Regions from separate parts of the Mus musculus genome. Here region 2 is linked to region 1. A link is a contact called in public Hi-C data. All regions are on one chromosome and are shown on one strand. Each heading gives the region's core, a stretch centred on a gene start, on an enhancer-like site or on the middle of the called end of the contact. The rest is flanking DNA. Distances are from core to core; before and after follow the strand shown.

What was found. Hi-C and Micro-C count contacts between places; a contact is called where the count stands out from the background.
Region 2: a contact with region 1 is called in a Hi-C map of B cells, with 6 read pairs. The contact joins the promoter of Tsr1 here to the promoter of Rpain in region 1. A contact is called at or near these places in 1 of 39 promoter capture datasets (cranial neural crest) and 1 of 484 Hi-C or Micro-C datasets (B cells).

Annotation. Positions count from the first base shown.
Region 1 is chr11:70,967,555-70,974,834 of GRCm38.p6, reverse strand. Rpain (RPA interacting protein) reads right to left here and starts at 4,636. Exons shown (of 7, transcript NM_027186.3): 1 at 4,248-4,636; 2 at 2,901-3,071; 3 at 1,760-1,820; 4 at 922-1,033; 5 at 703-766. The coding sequence starts at 4,328. Nup88 (nucleoporin 88) reads left to right here and starts at 4,862. Exons shown (of 17, transcript NM_172394.3): 1 at 4,862-5,186; 2 at 6,818-6,987. The coding sequence starts at 4,884.
Region 2 is chr11:74,892,495-74,899,446 of GRCm38.p6, reverse strand. It overlaps Tsr1 (TSR1 20S rRNA accumulation), which reads right to left and starts at 1,367. Exons shown (of 15, transcript NM_177325.3): 1 at 1,232-1,367; 2 at 967-1,070; 3 at 46-265. The coding sequence starts at 1,328. It overlaps Sgsm2 (small G protein signaling modulator 2), which reads left to right and starts at 2,378. Exons shown (of 23, transcript NM_197943.3): 1 at 2,378-2,622. The coding sequence starts at 2,566.

The sequences.
Region 1 (7,280 bases), core at 3,387-5,886:
CATACCAGTCAACTGACAGCTTGATTCTTGGGAGCTTTAGACTGCTGGGCCCTGGGGACTGAGCTCAGGTGTAGAGTGCCTAACAAGCGTGAGGCACTGTGCTCCATTCCCAGCGCAGTCTAAAGCCCAGAGGGAGTGGTGCAAGCCTATAAGCCCAGCACCTGGAAGGTGAGGTCAGAAGGATCAGAAGTTGAGCTACAAATAAGTCTGAGGTCAGCCGGGGCTACTACTAGACTCAACCTCAAAACAAAAGAGTGGACCTGGAGAGCTGACTACGCAGTGGTTAAGAGCACTTGCTGTTCTTGCAGAGGGCCCTGGATGACAGCACCCACATGGCAGCTCACAACCACCTGTAACTCCAGGTCCATGGGATATGACACACTCTTCTTACATCCAGGCTTTCCAGACACACGCATAATGCACAGACATACATGCAGACAAAACACATAAGGTCTTTCTGGTGGACATAGGCTACTAGGAACAGGTCTTGTTTCCTATTAGCCAAGATACTGAGTCCTGGCTTTCACCTCCATGGAGTCCTCTGCCATGTTTTCTCTGCCATGACGGACTGTCCCCTCTCCTCTGCTGGCTTTCTTATCAAGTGACAAGAAAGGTAACTGCTACACATGTGTACTGCCCTCAACCACCCACCAGAGGGCCTTTAATACAGTCTGTATGTGGGGAATTGGTGTGGGCACTTACGTGAACAGGGATGTGCAGGCCACATGGACACGTGACCACACTGTTCATTATTCTCAGGTTGTACCTAGAGATAGAATTAGGATTCCCAGATCATTAGAGTAATAAGACCTGGCCCCTCTACCTTCCGGTCAATAAACTGGGTGTGGGGGTGGGGTCACACACACTTTGAAGTAGGGGATGAGAACTGATAATGCTAAAAAAAAGATTTTAAATTCTCACTTTATACACACAGGACAGATGAGGGAGTTTGCTTCCCACTCAGCCAACATTCTCCTGAGACAACTTTCATCAAACTCTAAGTCCTCTTCATACTCGCTTATGATGGACTTTTCTGCAAGGCAAAAAGCCCGAGGTTGTCTTGTATCCAGGGCAGGTCTATTATTTCTATTTTACACATAAATGTGAACCAATTCAAGATAAAGCTATGTGGACTAAGTCACCGTGACATAAGATGCAGAACTGGCCGGGCAGTGGTGGCACACGCCTTTAATCCCAGCACTCGGGAGGCAGAGGCAGGCGGATTTCTGAGTTCGAGACCAGCCTGGTCTACAGAGTGAGTTCCAGGACAGCCAGGGCTATACAGAGAAAACCTGTCTTGAAAAAAACAAAAAACAAAAAAACAAAACAGAACAAAAAATGAGATGCAGAACTGTACTCTACACAGAGCTATGAAAACCTCAAGAAGCAGATGCTCACAAGATTTCAGGCAATCAATAAAGGATGGATAAATCTATGTAAAGATCTGCCCATGGACGCAAAGTGACAAGTTTACTGTAAACTTTTTTTCTCAGAGAGGCAGGTTTCTCTGTGCTACCCTGGCTAGCCAGAAACTACGGGGCTCAGGCATCTTCCTGAAAGGCCACCTTCCTACACTAAGTCACAAGTAGCTTCTACTACAGGCACAAGCCACAGTGTTCAGCTTAACATGGCAGCAAGAGGCAGGAGCTTTAATCCCTAACACGGAAACAACCTAAAACAGCAAACCTAATCCTGAGCCAGGCAAAGGCCAGCATTAGGGTCGGTCTCATAGGTAGGGAAGACTCTGCCCTGGGATTACCTTCATTACACAGCTCCTGCTCGATGTCCTGCAGCACAGCTAGGTCCAGTGGCAATTCCAACTACAAGAAAGCAGAGGGCAGGGGTGTGGCTCAGTAGAGCAGCACTTGCCTAGCATGCAAGAGCCTGGGTTTAATCCCTGAGCAAGACATAAACAGAGACAGAGCAGAGAGAAAGTGGTGTTTTCCCACTCCACATGAAGTATTAACTGGCCACATGTCTCATGAGGATTTGTAACTCAAAGATCACAGATTTACTGGATAAAATTGGCCTGGTCCACATGCTGAATTTGCTGACAGTTTGGTAATTTGGCCAAGCTGAACTAACAACAAATGATCAAAGTACAACAGTACCAAATTTAAGGGAGACAAAATCAGGCAGCAGTTAAGTAAATGACCTTCTAAGGCTGGCCGTGTGATAAAGTCTGGTCTTTGAAAAGCTGTTTTAGCTTTTGTAAAGCTGGATTAAGCCTGACCTGAGAGGCCTACTCTAAGTACTACCTGTGGTGATGTTAGGCTAACCAATTAGCATAGTGTAGGACACATAACGCTATGGGAAATGAATCATTATTATACAGAGCTTTGATGGCTTCAGAGGTTTTCATGTTTTGTTACTCAATTCTCATAATGCTTGTGCGAGCTTCTCTATTTTATGTCAATGTAAAAACTAAGGCTCACAGGAACAGTAATATTTGTGAGTCAGTAAAACTAAACTTAGAATTCCTAAATCCTGATGCCAACCCATAACCTTTCCTGATACACTGTAAAGGGTTTTCTACCGACACACAGCTCCACATTCTGATCAACTAGAGTCAGAATGTAGACGTCCTTTTTAAAGAGAGGTCCCTAGCCCATTCTTAGCAAGTCAAAATTTCCGATGGAAAAAGCAATAATGAAATTTTCTTTCCCTTTAGTTTCCTAAGTTACTATATTGCAAGGTTGCTTCATGCCTACTATGCATGTAGTATGGCAGAACCATGGATATATTTCTAATGAAGGTAAAAACCCTGAGCCAAATGACGGTGAGAATCATGCTTGGGGAAGTGAGCAGACTGAAAGGACCAAAACAAACAGATGCAAAGAGGTCACCAGACGCTCCTCATGGAGTCAGTGGTCTCCTAGCTACAGAGATCCTTGACTGACCTGAAGCAAGGCCTCCGGACAATTCTCCACAGACTGCAAAGAAGCCCACTCTTCCTCCATTACTTCTTGCACAAGAAGTCTGTCTGAGGCTGTCCCCGGCGTGCTACCTGCAGCCTGGCGATATTTGTTCAGGAGCCTGTGCCTGCTGTTTCTCATTCTCTCCAGACATCCCTGGGGAGGTAAGGGAGGGCAGTATTGGTTAAGAAGAAAAACATCAATTCCACTAAAAAGAAAACCCTCCAATTAGTCAGTAAAAATATAAGAAAATTCAAGATGCAAAATTTCATAGCCTCAAGTCCTCCACACACAGATGGGTTACATTACACACATTCCTATATTTCATATTTTATCTTATAAGAAGACAGTTGGATACACAGGAACTGTATCCACAGACTAACTTCAGACATTTATATGGCTTCTAAATTCCTGGAATTGTACAAATGGCTATAGTAATGGTCTTCTTGTAAAATAGTACTTTACAACCCTGGTATGGGTTTTTAATTTTTTTTCCTGTGTCTATGTGTGTGCCTGTATGAGTTTATGTGCACCACACCAGTGCTGATGCACACCAGGGCCAGAAGATGGCAATAGACCACTTGGAACTGGAGTTACAGCCATCGGGTCTGCTACTGAAACATAAGGACTCTTGAGCCATCTCTCCACCCCCAACTCGGGACAGTTTTTGTTCCCAAGTGGTTGTCACAGCTCTGCTTGAAGAACTGCTACTGACTGGTGCCATTTAGTAGGTGGAGAGACCAAGGCTGCTGCATCTAAGTGTTCTACATTGTACAGAACCACCTCCCATAATAGAACGTTCTCCTTCGAAACGTCAGCACTCACTGTTGAGAAACACTACTCCACACAACATGTTCAGCATGAAGATTGTTTTTCTGGGTGGTTCTTCTGGAATACACCCACCCTTTTGAGACTGCTGAACAGGGAGATAAGCTGCTTCTTAGAAGGAACTACTTGAGTTCGGAAGAAGGCGGAGCTTAAGTTCAACTCTCCTAACCGTGTCTGATGTTCTTCAGGAGAGAAATAACTTCTATCTCACGTGACGTATACATACGGAGTGCTTCCCTCTGTAACCGAACGTTAGGTGGTGGTGTTGCTACTGCTGTCATGACTCTTAAAATATGAAACAAAGTCGAATCCTAGGATAGCATAACACCTACGCCGGCCAACAGCCCGGGCGGCGGCCGGGACCCAATCCTATAGCAAGAGATCCACCTCGCTGGCCAGGCACACCGGGCACCTGCTCCACAACCAGTGCTGAAGCGAGCACACCGAGGACAGAGGTCCTTGGGAAGATTAGGGAAGTGATGACAACCCAAACTTCACACTCACCTGCCTGAAAGTTTCTTTCCAGTGGGGCGAGCCCACCTGCTTGTACAACAAGCGGTGCGGAGACCCCGAGGACTCTGCCATCTCCTCCCTTAGCGGGAAACAGCGCCCAAATCACCGCCCCTTAGCCGCGCGCAAAGGATTCTGGAAGTTGTAGTCTCGGCGCAGTCTGTCTGTACTTCAGGCCGCCGGGCTTTCTTGGAATTGTATCTAGTTTCTATCCCCTCACAGTGACAGATTTAGGGGAATCCGAGGATAGATGAAGCAGTGACAGTTGAGAAGTAAACACCACCCGGGCTGAGGGAGGTGAATCTTGAGAGAAAGTTCTGGGTTTACCCAGAGGAAGTTGTCCAGTAGACAATCAGACACACATCTCTCATCCTTAACGCTACCCCCTCACTGGCCCAGCAGCAGCCCCAAAGCGATCCTTACACTCCACTCCGCCCCGCCCCGCCCCGCCCACCTTGGCTTCAACCCGCGGCCCTGTCTATCCTCTAGCGATTCTTTCTTATTGGGCCAACTTCTCGAGATTCCTACACTTTGATAGGCTGAAGCTGTGAAGTGCTGGCCGCGGATTGGCTACGCACAGCAGCGGGCTTCGTTTCCTCCCGCCCCTCAATCCTGAGCTGTTAGTTCAAGATGGCGGCTGCCGTGGGGCCCTTGGGCGATGGGGAGCTGTGGCAGAGCTGGCTTCCTAACCACGTCGTGTTCTTGCGGCTCCGCGAGGGCGTAAGAAACCAGAGTCCAGCCGAAGCGGAGAAGCCAGCGGCTTCGACTTCACCCTCGTGCCCGTCTCTGCCGCCGCATTTGCCGACGAGAAACCTGGTCTTCGGCCTCGGAGGGGAACTGTTTCTGTGGGACGCAGAAGGCAGCGCCTTCTTGGTGGTTCGCCTTCGAGGCCCCAGCGGTGGTGGCGTGGAGCCTCCTCTCTCCCAGTATCAGGTGCGCCGGTCCATCGTGAAAGCAATCAGCCTTTTGGTTCGTTGGCGGACCTGGGCTGGCGTCTTTTGGGAACGCCCCACTTCGAGTGGAATGACCCCGCTTTGTAGCTCAATCTGGTCTGGAATCACTATGTAGCCCAGGCTAGCCAGGAACTCCTGCCCCAGTCTCTGAGTGTTGAGATTACGGGTCTAAGTCATTTATAAACACCAAAACAGAGGCTAGGCCTGTGTGTGTGTCCAGCACCTGACATAAACCTAGAGCATGCACAAGCTCCGTAATATCTGTGATTTGCTTCGGTGGGGGTGGAGGGGTTTGTTGAGACAGGGTTAACAGCCCTGGTTGTTCTGGAACGCACTCTGTAGAGCAGGCTGACCTCATTAACAGAGATCTGGAGGATCCTGATCAGAGCTAGGATTAAGCCATGTGCTGCCACTGCCCAGTTCTACAACAGGCATTTAAAGACATGGGCCTACAGATTTAAAAGCAATTAGAAATATTATTATATTCAAAAGAAATCCTTATTTAAAAGGATTTTTGGCTTAGTATAATTCTCCATACTAAGGTAAATAATATATTGATGGTCTCATCATTATTTACGAATAATAAAAAGAAATTAGAAATCTAAAATGGTCATGAGAAAAGAAATAGGAAGTACCAGGGTGAGAGTATTTTTGAGGCTATATGATGCTATGACAAATTATTGAAACTCCCTTAAACTATCACTCTTTTATATTAAGTCCACGTAGATGAAGCAGTACTGCTTGCTGCAAGGCGCTTGAAGGTAATCTAGGGCCTTACCTGTGACCTTGGGTGACCTGGAGCTCAAACAGAGCCACCTGCACCTTATCTGGTGCTGGGAATAAAGGCGTGAACCTTTACACTTGGCCTGAAGCTCTTCCTTTCTCTACAGTACAGTTATAAGATGGTAATCTGTTGATACTTCCGAGTTTATGTATTTACTGGGTATCAAGAGTCTGCTTGAGGCCAGGAACACAGAAGAAAAATCTCAAGTAGCGCCTACTGGGTTATGTCAGGGAAAGTTTAGAATGTTTAAGACCTGTGGTATTACCCAGAGCTGTGGTGTGGAACTACAGAAAACATGCCTTTGTTCCCTGGCCGCAAGATCAGGGGTAATTTCTCCCTTTTTTTTTTTTTTTTTTTAAGTTTTTGTTTTTAAATTTTCTGGGTATGTATGTTTTCCTGCAAATGAGTGCTGCATATAACATCTATGTGCCTGGTGCACACAGATGCTACAGAGCCACCGTGCGGGGGCTGGGAATTGAACCCAGGTCCTCTGGAAGAGTAGCCCTGTGGTTTTTATTTTCAGTTTGTGTGTGTGTTTGGTGAGAGAGAGAGAGAGAGAGAATATGAATATGAATGAGCCCCAAGAATATGGGTGCTGGGAACCAAACTCAGGTCTTTTGCAAGGGCAGCAAGTGCTTTTAGGTGTTGTCATCTATCAAGAACCTAGAGATTATTTCTTGGGGAATAATCAGCTAATGACACAGTTAGTACATGCTCAGAATGCTATTTATAACTTTAGAAATTTAAAACGTGATTATGGTTTCAAGCAACTCTGAAATAAATTTATATTAAAATTAACTATTTTTACTAAATGGTTTTACTTTCAGAGATTACTCTGCATTAATCCACCCTTGTTTGAAATCCATCAAGTCTTGTTGAGTCCAACCCAACATCATGTAGCACTTATCGGAAGTAAAGGACTTATGGCATTAGAATTACCTCAGAGGTGGGGGAAGGACTCTGAATTTGAAGGTGGAAAAGCAACTGTGAATTGTAGGTAAGTTGTATTTTCATTTAGTATTTATCTGTGTAAGTTGCTAAGACCCAAAATGGTTGAAATGTATTTAGGGGCCACTATTGAAACATTTGAGCATTTGTATGGTCCTGCACACTGACTTCCTGTGGTACTATTGTTGTCCGTTCTTTTTTAAACATGTATGAGTGGTTTGCCTTCATTTAGTAAGTGCAGTGCTTGTGTGCCTGGACAGCAAGAAGAGAGTGTCAAATCTCCTAAACTGGAGTTAGAGTTTAGCTGCTACGAGGTTGCTAGGAGCCAATGTTGGATCCTCT
Region 2 (6,952 bases), core at 118-2,617, 3.9 Mb before region 1:
ACAACTACTTAAACACAATGAGAGAAAAGTATCGGACACTCTAACCTGGTCTTGCATATGTGAAAAACCATCGATGTTTCAAGCTAGGGCACAGAAGCATAAAACTCTGGGTGCTTCCCCGTTCACTCAAATACACCGTTCCCAAGTCTTCATTCTGAAGCAGTTTAAATGCCTCTGGAAGGGAAATCCTGCTGTGCAGAGGCACCACCAGCACCTGATGTGGAGGACCATCCTTGCTGCCCAGCTGCCTCTTCTCGGCCAGAACCTAGCAACACAAAGATCCAAGAATACCTCAATCATTTGCTTCACTATTCTATCTTCAAATATACAGGTGCTGTAACCCCAGGGCAGAACTACTCCCCTTTCTGTTGCTTTGTAAAAGTACCAAGGTAATTTTATGTAACGTAAAACATTAGAAAAGATCAGAGCAGGCCGGGCGGAGCTGGCGCACGCCTTTAATCCCAGCACTCATTTCTGAGTTTGAGGCCAGCCTGGTCTACAGAGTGAGTTCCGGGACAGCCAGGGCTACACAGAGAAACCCTGTCTCGGAAACACCACCACCCCCCCCCAAAAAAAAAAAAAAAGAAAAGAAAAAAGAAAACATCAGAGGAGCCAGGTGTGGTGGCCCAAGCCTTTTAACTTAACACTCAGAAGGCAGAGGTAGGAGGATCTGAGTTCTAGGCCAGCCTGGGCTACACAGTGAGACCCTTTGTTTAAAATAATCATGATTTGCAAAAGAGCAAGCCCGTATAAATAAAGATGAGGAAGGACCAAGCATTCTCTCGTAAAAAGCCACGTGTATGGATGTGCTGTCAAGGAGTTTGGCAGGGCCTCGTTCTAAAATGAACACTGCCTGAAGGTACTCTGGGTTTACCTCCGTTTTCGGCCCATTTCCGTGTCCCATTTTCTAGTTTGAGACTTTACCAATCTCAAACCATAAGCTTCCCCACCCCCGCTTCTACTCACCGACTCCCTCTTTTGCTTTCGGAGCTGGCTGGCGCGATGCCTCTGGTCTATTCGGCTGAGCTGCCTCTTCAGCTTCTTGCAGAGGATTTTCGGTCCTACCCGGCCTGGAAGGCAGATCGGAAGTGGCTGCTCTTCTCCTCTCAGTCAAATCAACCAACAAGAACCTTCCTGCGCCGCTTAAGAGCCTTGGGCAAGGGTCCCAAGTCTAGTCTCGGTGTGGGCACGGGTACCGGCTAAGCAGCCCCTCTCCCTCCTGTCTACTCACCTTTGCTGTCCCGTTGTGCGGACCCACCGCCGTGATGCCGCCCGCCTTTATGAGCTTTATTCTGCTGCTTCAGCGGCCCGGAGCGGTGAGCCGCCATTCTGCAGTCCACGTGTGCACCAAGTGAACTCTACTTCCGGGCGGACCCGAGCGTTTCCGGCCCTGGGGACGGACTTCAGGCTTAGCACTTCCGCGACCTCTCGCGAGGTTTTTTGCCGCCAGCCTGCAAGCGCAGCGCCCTGAGTGTCCGCAGAGACGTCGTGGTGCCTTTTCCCACGCTGCAGTCCTCTGCTGAGAGATGGAGGATGCCGGCAGGAGTCTCCCGGCTCCGGCTCTGGATTAGGAGGTCAATTTTGCGCCCATCTTTCCATTTTTGCACGCTTCAGTTGCATCACGTGGGAAGAAATAAAAGTCTTTTCACGTAGACTATTGCACGCCGCTCTCTGCGGTCCCAGTGAACTGTACAAAGGGGTGACATTTGTACCTGAGTGGCCTTTCCTTTCCTCTATTACTCTAATTTCCAACGCGAAGCACTTAGAAGGGGCTCGTGTCACCGGCTCTGGAATGTCTCTTATTCCAACTCGCGCCCCCCTCTTCCCACAAATCTGCAAGATGAACCAAAGCGGATGTCGGCGACCCGGAGGAGGGCGAAGACTTCCCCTTGCGCTCGGGCACCTGTTCTTAGGAGCTCACAGTCGGGTCCTTGCTTTCCTCCTGCAAGCTTTGCGACTGAGCTGCAAGTAATATATGAACACTCCACAGGATCCGGAGGAGTGACAGGACCAGGTTCGAACCACAGTGACGCAGAGCCGAGACCCTGGCTCCGTATAGCTCCTCTCCCAGGGGCCAGAAGTCGGGAGCGGTCACGGTGGTTGAGGTTTGCCCAGACACAAGCACATTCCCAAAGTCCGCCCGCTGCGCGGCGCAGGCCGGAGCGGCTGACTTCCCAGCGCTCACAATGCGGGTTCGCGCCCTCGGGGCGGGAGCCGGCCAGTCGCCATGACAACCGTCCCTGCGGCGCGCGCCCGGCCCCGACGCCCCCAGGCGTCCGCACCCGCCCTTGACCCCCCCCCCCACCTCCCCAGTTGCGGCGCACACACCCCCTCCCTGCCGGCAGTGGGAAGGGGCCGGGCCTGCTGCCTGACGTCTGCGGGGCTCGGAAGATGGCTGCGGAGCTGAGCACCGGGCAGTGGCTGCGGCGGCTGCAGGCGGGGAGCGCAGCGGGCGGGGACTCCGCCTCGCGTGTGGGGCGCTGAGTCGGGAGGCGCGGAGGCGGTGAGGGCGCACCGGGGGCTCGGGGGGCCACTCGGTGCCACCTGCCCGCCACCTGCCGCACCATGGGCAGCGCAGAGGACGCGGTCAAAGAAAAGCTGCTGTGGAACGTGAAGAAGGAGGTACGGTCCGGGGCAAGGTCTCAAGGGGCTCGCACCCCTCCCGCGCTGGCTCGGGAGCAGAGAGGTGGAGGCACCCACGCGCGCGGCTGCCAGCCCACCGTGCCAGGCGGGGGCGGGGTCCTGGGCGGGCCGCGCCCCACGCCCCTCTCTGCATGTCCCGGGCAGCGCCCTCGGCCAGGGTCAGGCTTGCGCCCTGGGGCTTGTTTGCTCCACGGTGCTCCCGTTCCCCGCCCAGTGACGGCAGCAGCGCGGGGAGACCGCGATCGGGGGAGGGGTGGCGGCGATTGCTGGAGAACCCGAGTTGCCCATTCATTGCGGGTACTGCCCGGGGAGGGGGCGGGGTCCCCACGGGCCTCCTGGAGGCTGCGAGCCACAGTTCCAGGGGCTTCGCCCTCGGGTGTCCAACACACCGCCCTCTTGTGTTCCCCTGGCAAGTGAGTCGTGGCTAGCAGAGGGTTCGCTGCACACCTCACCGTTTCTCCCTCCACGCCCACCTCCTTACCCAGGAACTCGGGTATTTTTAAGAATGGTTTTTAAGACTCAGATTATTTTTGCCCTTTTGAGGGAAATCCTTCAGAAACAAGAGTTTCTCTCCACTAATTCCCTTTACCTTGACGCTGCTTAGAAGCTCATTTCAATTTCGGGGGTTGGGAGGGGGGGGCTGCTCATACGAATGACTCACCAGCTTGTGAAAGAGCCTGCAGTGTAGATGAGATGAGTGAGGCCTCCCTCCTCAGCCTGCCTCTCTAGCTGGGTCTACCAGGTGTGAACTATGGAAGGCAAAAACAAAACAAAACAAAACAAAAAACCTGTCTGCTTGTTCACTGTTTTGTTTCCAGAGCCTGGCACACTGGTAGGCACTCTAATAAATATAGCTGCTGATCCTGGAAACTGAGGTTTGGTGAGATAGTCTTGAGTTGTCCAGACTTACTTGAGCTTTACTTGTGAACTTGAGTAAAGTTACTTAAACTCAAGTCTTGGTTTCCTAGTTTCTTTTTAAAATAGGATAATACTGTTTCTCTCACATACATAAATGTATCATATTTTTTCATGCACCCTTGGAGTTTGACGGTGGTTTGAGAAGACTCTGGACTCTCTGCATTAACCCTGACCTGGCTCGTGTGCCCTAACTGTTCCCTTCCTTCTTGACATCACCTTTCCAGCTTGCATGAACAGCTTCACTGTGCTTTTGCTGTGAAGTGGCCAAGTGAGGGTTTCTTAGGCCAGGCGAATAGGAACTATGGGCATGTTGTTAACGTTATTTAAGACCCAGATTTGATCATTGATTGGGTATGTAAGGAAATACTTTTGAGAACATGATTTTCTTCCCACTATTCAAAGACTCTGTTTCAAGAATGGTTCCTTGGAAAACTGAATTTGTGCTGCAATGATGTATCTGCCTGGCAAAGGCTGACCTGCTCTGAACTCCACCTAGCTCCCCTTTTAGTGCTTGGTTTACAGAAAATGCTATAAGAGACAGTTGAGAACTAGAGGCAAGACTCTCCTCACAGAGGACCTCTGGACTAATCCTAAAATCATAAGTAGGTCCTCCCCACCTCTCCAGCTGCTTCAGATACATCCTGTTGATCCTTAGCTGTGGGTTCCTGCAAAGACTCCCTGGGAAGTAATCGAGGAAGCTTTTAACAGCTTGGAGTGCAAGAATCGATCCAATCGGATCTTCATTTACCTAACCACTAACCATGAGCCCTTCCTTCCAGCAGGGAGAACCTTCCAGGTCCTTCCTCCCTAGCCCTTAGGTGCTCTGCCACTCTTCATGTTAAGAGATGACCTTGGCCTGGTGTGGTGGTGTATATGTTTAATCCCTCTGGGTCCCTACGATACCCAGGCCAACCAGCGTTATATAATTAGACGGACCTTGAAAGTAAATAAATAGGTAATTAGGTGAAAGAAGACAAAACTGACTGGGAGCCAAGGTGTCATCAGGACACTGCATCCTGTCCAAAGGATGACAGCCAAAGGTTAATGTGGAGCAAATGCCTAATTTCAAAAAATAAAAGAGAAAGCACTGGAGAGCCTGCTCTGGCTGCTCTTCCAAGTCTGATTCCCAGAAGTCACATGACAGCTAACAACTGTTAGCTCTAGTTCCAAGGGAGCCAGTGTGCTTTTCTTGCTTCTGCAGGTATCCCATAAATGTCGTGCACAGACATCCATGCAACAAAAATATCCATTCACATAAAATAAAGATAAATAAATCCTTTAAAAGGTAAGGACTGTCTCTGCTCGTGGCTTATTCTGTAGGATTTTATACTGGGGTTGAGGAAAGCCATCTCTGACTCCCACTGGTATTATCTGCCTCCTGGCAGATTCCCCCATGGAATCTGGCACAAGTGTTAAGAGCAACTAGAACCTCGTTCTGTTGATGGAAGTGCAAATTGCTATAGCCACTTGGAGAACATTTTGGCAGTATTACTAGACACTAAAGCAGAATATGTGCATCAGAAATTCCTTGCCTAGAAATATAAATTTTTGAAAGCCAGCACATATGTTCACCAGAAGATATGTCCAGATGTTCATATGATTCATAACAACCCCAAGCTGGAAAGGCCCTAAATGCCAGTTAATTGTGGTATTGTCACGCAATTGGGAATGAACAATCTACATTCCCAACAGACACAACAGAAACAAATCTCACAATCAGTCAAGCAAGCAAAAGAAACAACTCACAAAACACCCCTTTACTGTTATTCCATTAATTCTTTTTTTAAGTGCAAAACTAACATAAGAAACCAGAGGTTGGGCCTGGCGGCATAGGCCTATACTCTCAGCACCTCAGAAAGCAGACGTAAGAGGAATGAATGGGTTATAGAGTAAATTCCAGGTCATCTTAGGGAATTTAGTAAAATCCTATCTCAAAAAATAGAAGAGGTCTTGGTGGCTCATGCCTTTGAACACAGCAATCAAGAGGCAGAGGGAGGCAGATCTCTGAGTTCCAGACTAGCCTTGTCTAGATAGTGAGTTCTAGACCAACCAAGGCTACATTGTGAGACCCTGCCTCAAAACAACGATAACAAAAAGGTCTGAAAAAAAAAAATAGAAAAATAGTTTTGCTTTCTGGCCCAGCATGCACAAGGCCCTTAGTTCAGCTACCACTACAAAAAGAAAAAGGCCGGGCGTGGTGGTGCACACCTTTAATCCCAGCACTCAGGAGGCAGAGGCAGGCGGATTTCTGAGTTTGAGGCCAGCCTGGTCTACAGAGTGAGTTCCAGGACAGCCAGCCAGGGCTACAGAGAAACCCTGTCTCAAAAAACCAAAAAAAAAAAAAAAAAAAAAAAAGAAGGGAAAAAAAGATAGTGGGTGCTTGAGTACTCTCAGAAAAAGTGGAGACTGGGGGGGGGGGATAATAAAACAAGGTACTTGGGCAAACAGGTTCTATATTCTATTTCATTTGTTGTTTAAGACAGAGCGGCCTAGTCCAAACTAGCCTTGTATTTGCTGTGTAGCCTAGACTGGCCTTGGCCTTGAACCCTTCTTTTAACTTTAATGGGGGTGGGGGGATGCACATGGTGTGTGTGTGTGTGTGTGTGTGTGTGTGTGTGTGTGTGTGTATGTGTGTGCGTGCGCATGTGCGCGCACACACGCATGCCCACGTGCTTGCATGCTTGACTGCACATGCCCCTACGCATACTTCTGTGGGCCCGAGGACATTTTGTAGAGTCTAGTCTCTTTTTCCTCTTTTATTTGGGTTCTGGGAATCGAACTCTGGTCATCAGGCTTGCTCAAAAGAACTTTTACCAACCTGGGCCTTGAACTCTTGATCCTCTTGCCTCCATCTCCCAAGACTTGGGATCAGGCATGTGCTACCACATCTGACACTTGTGTTGTTTCCTGCTCTAAAAGGGTCCAGTGTGTAAGAACTCACCAAGCCTGTGAGACGATCACAGAAGCTCTTTTTTATATGATTAAGGAATAATAATAAACAGTAAGAACACCTCTCTTGTGGCCCTAGCGATTAAACCTGAGGACCTTGAATGTCAGTCAAGCACTCAACTGTAGAATGATATCCCATCCTCTAAGTGGCTTTTGGGAGTTGAAAAGGTCTCACTCTGTAGTTCAGGCTCTGTCACACACTGTGTAGCTCAGGTTAGCCTCTCATTGAAACCCTAAAACATCAGAGTTTTAGGACCTAGCTACAGCAAATGAGAGTCGGTGAGACATGGATGGACCACCCCTAACCTCAGAAAAGGAGGGACCAGTTGTACTGAGATTGTCCTGAAGGAGAGTATGTCACCAGAAGCCCTTTTCCAGCAGAGTATGGATGAACAAATACCCTCCATCCTTAGTTTCTAGGCCGGAGGACCCTTTTGTCTGA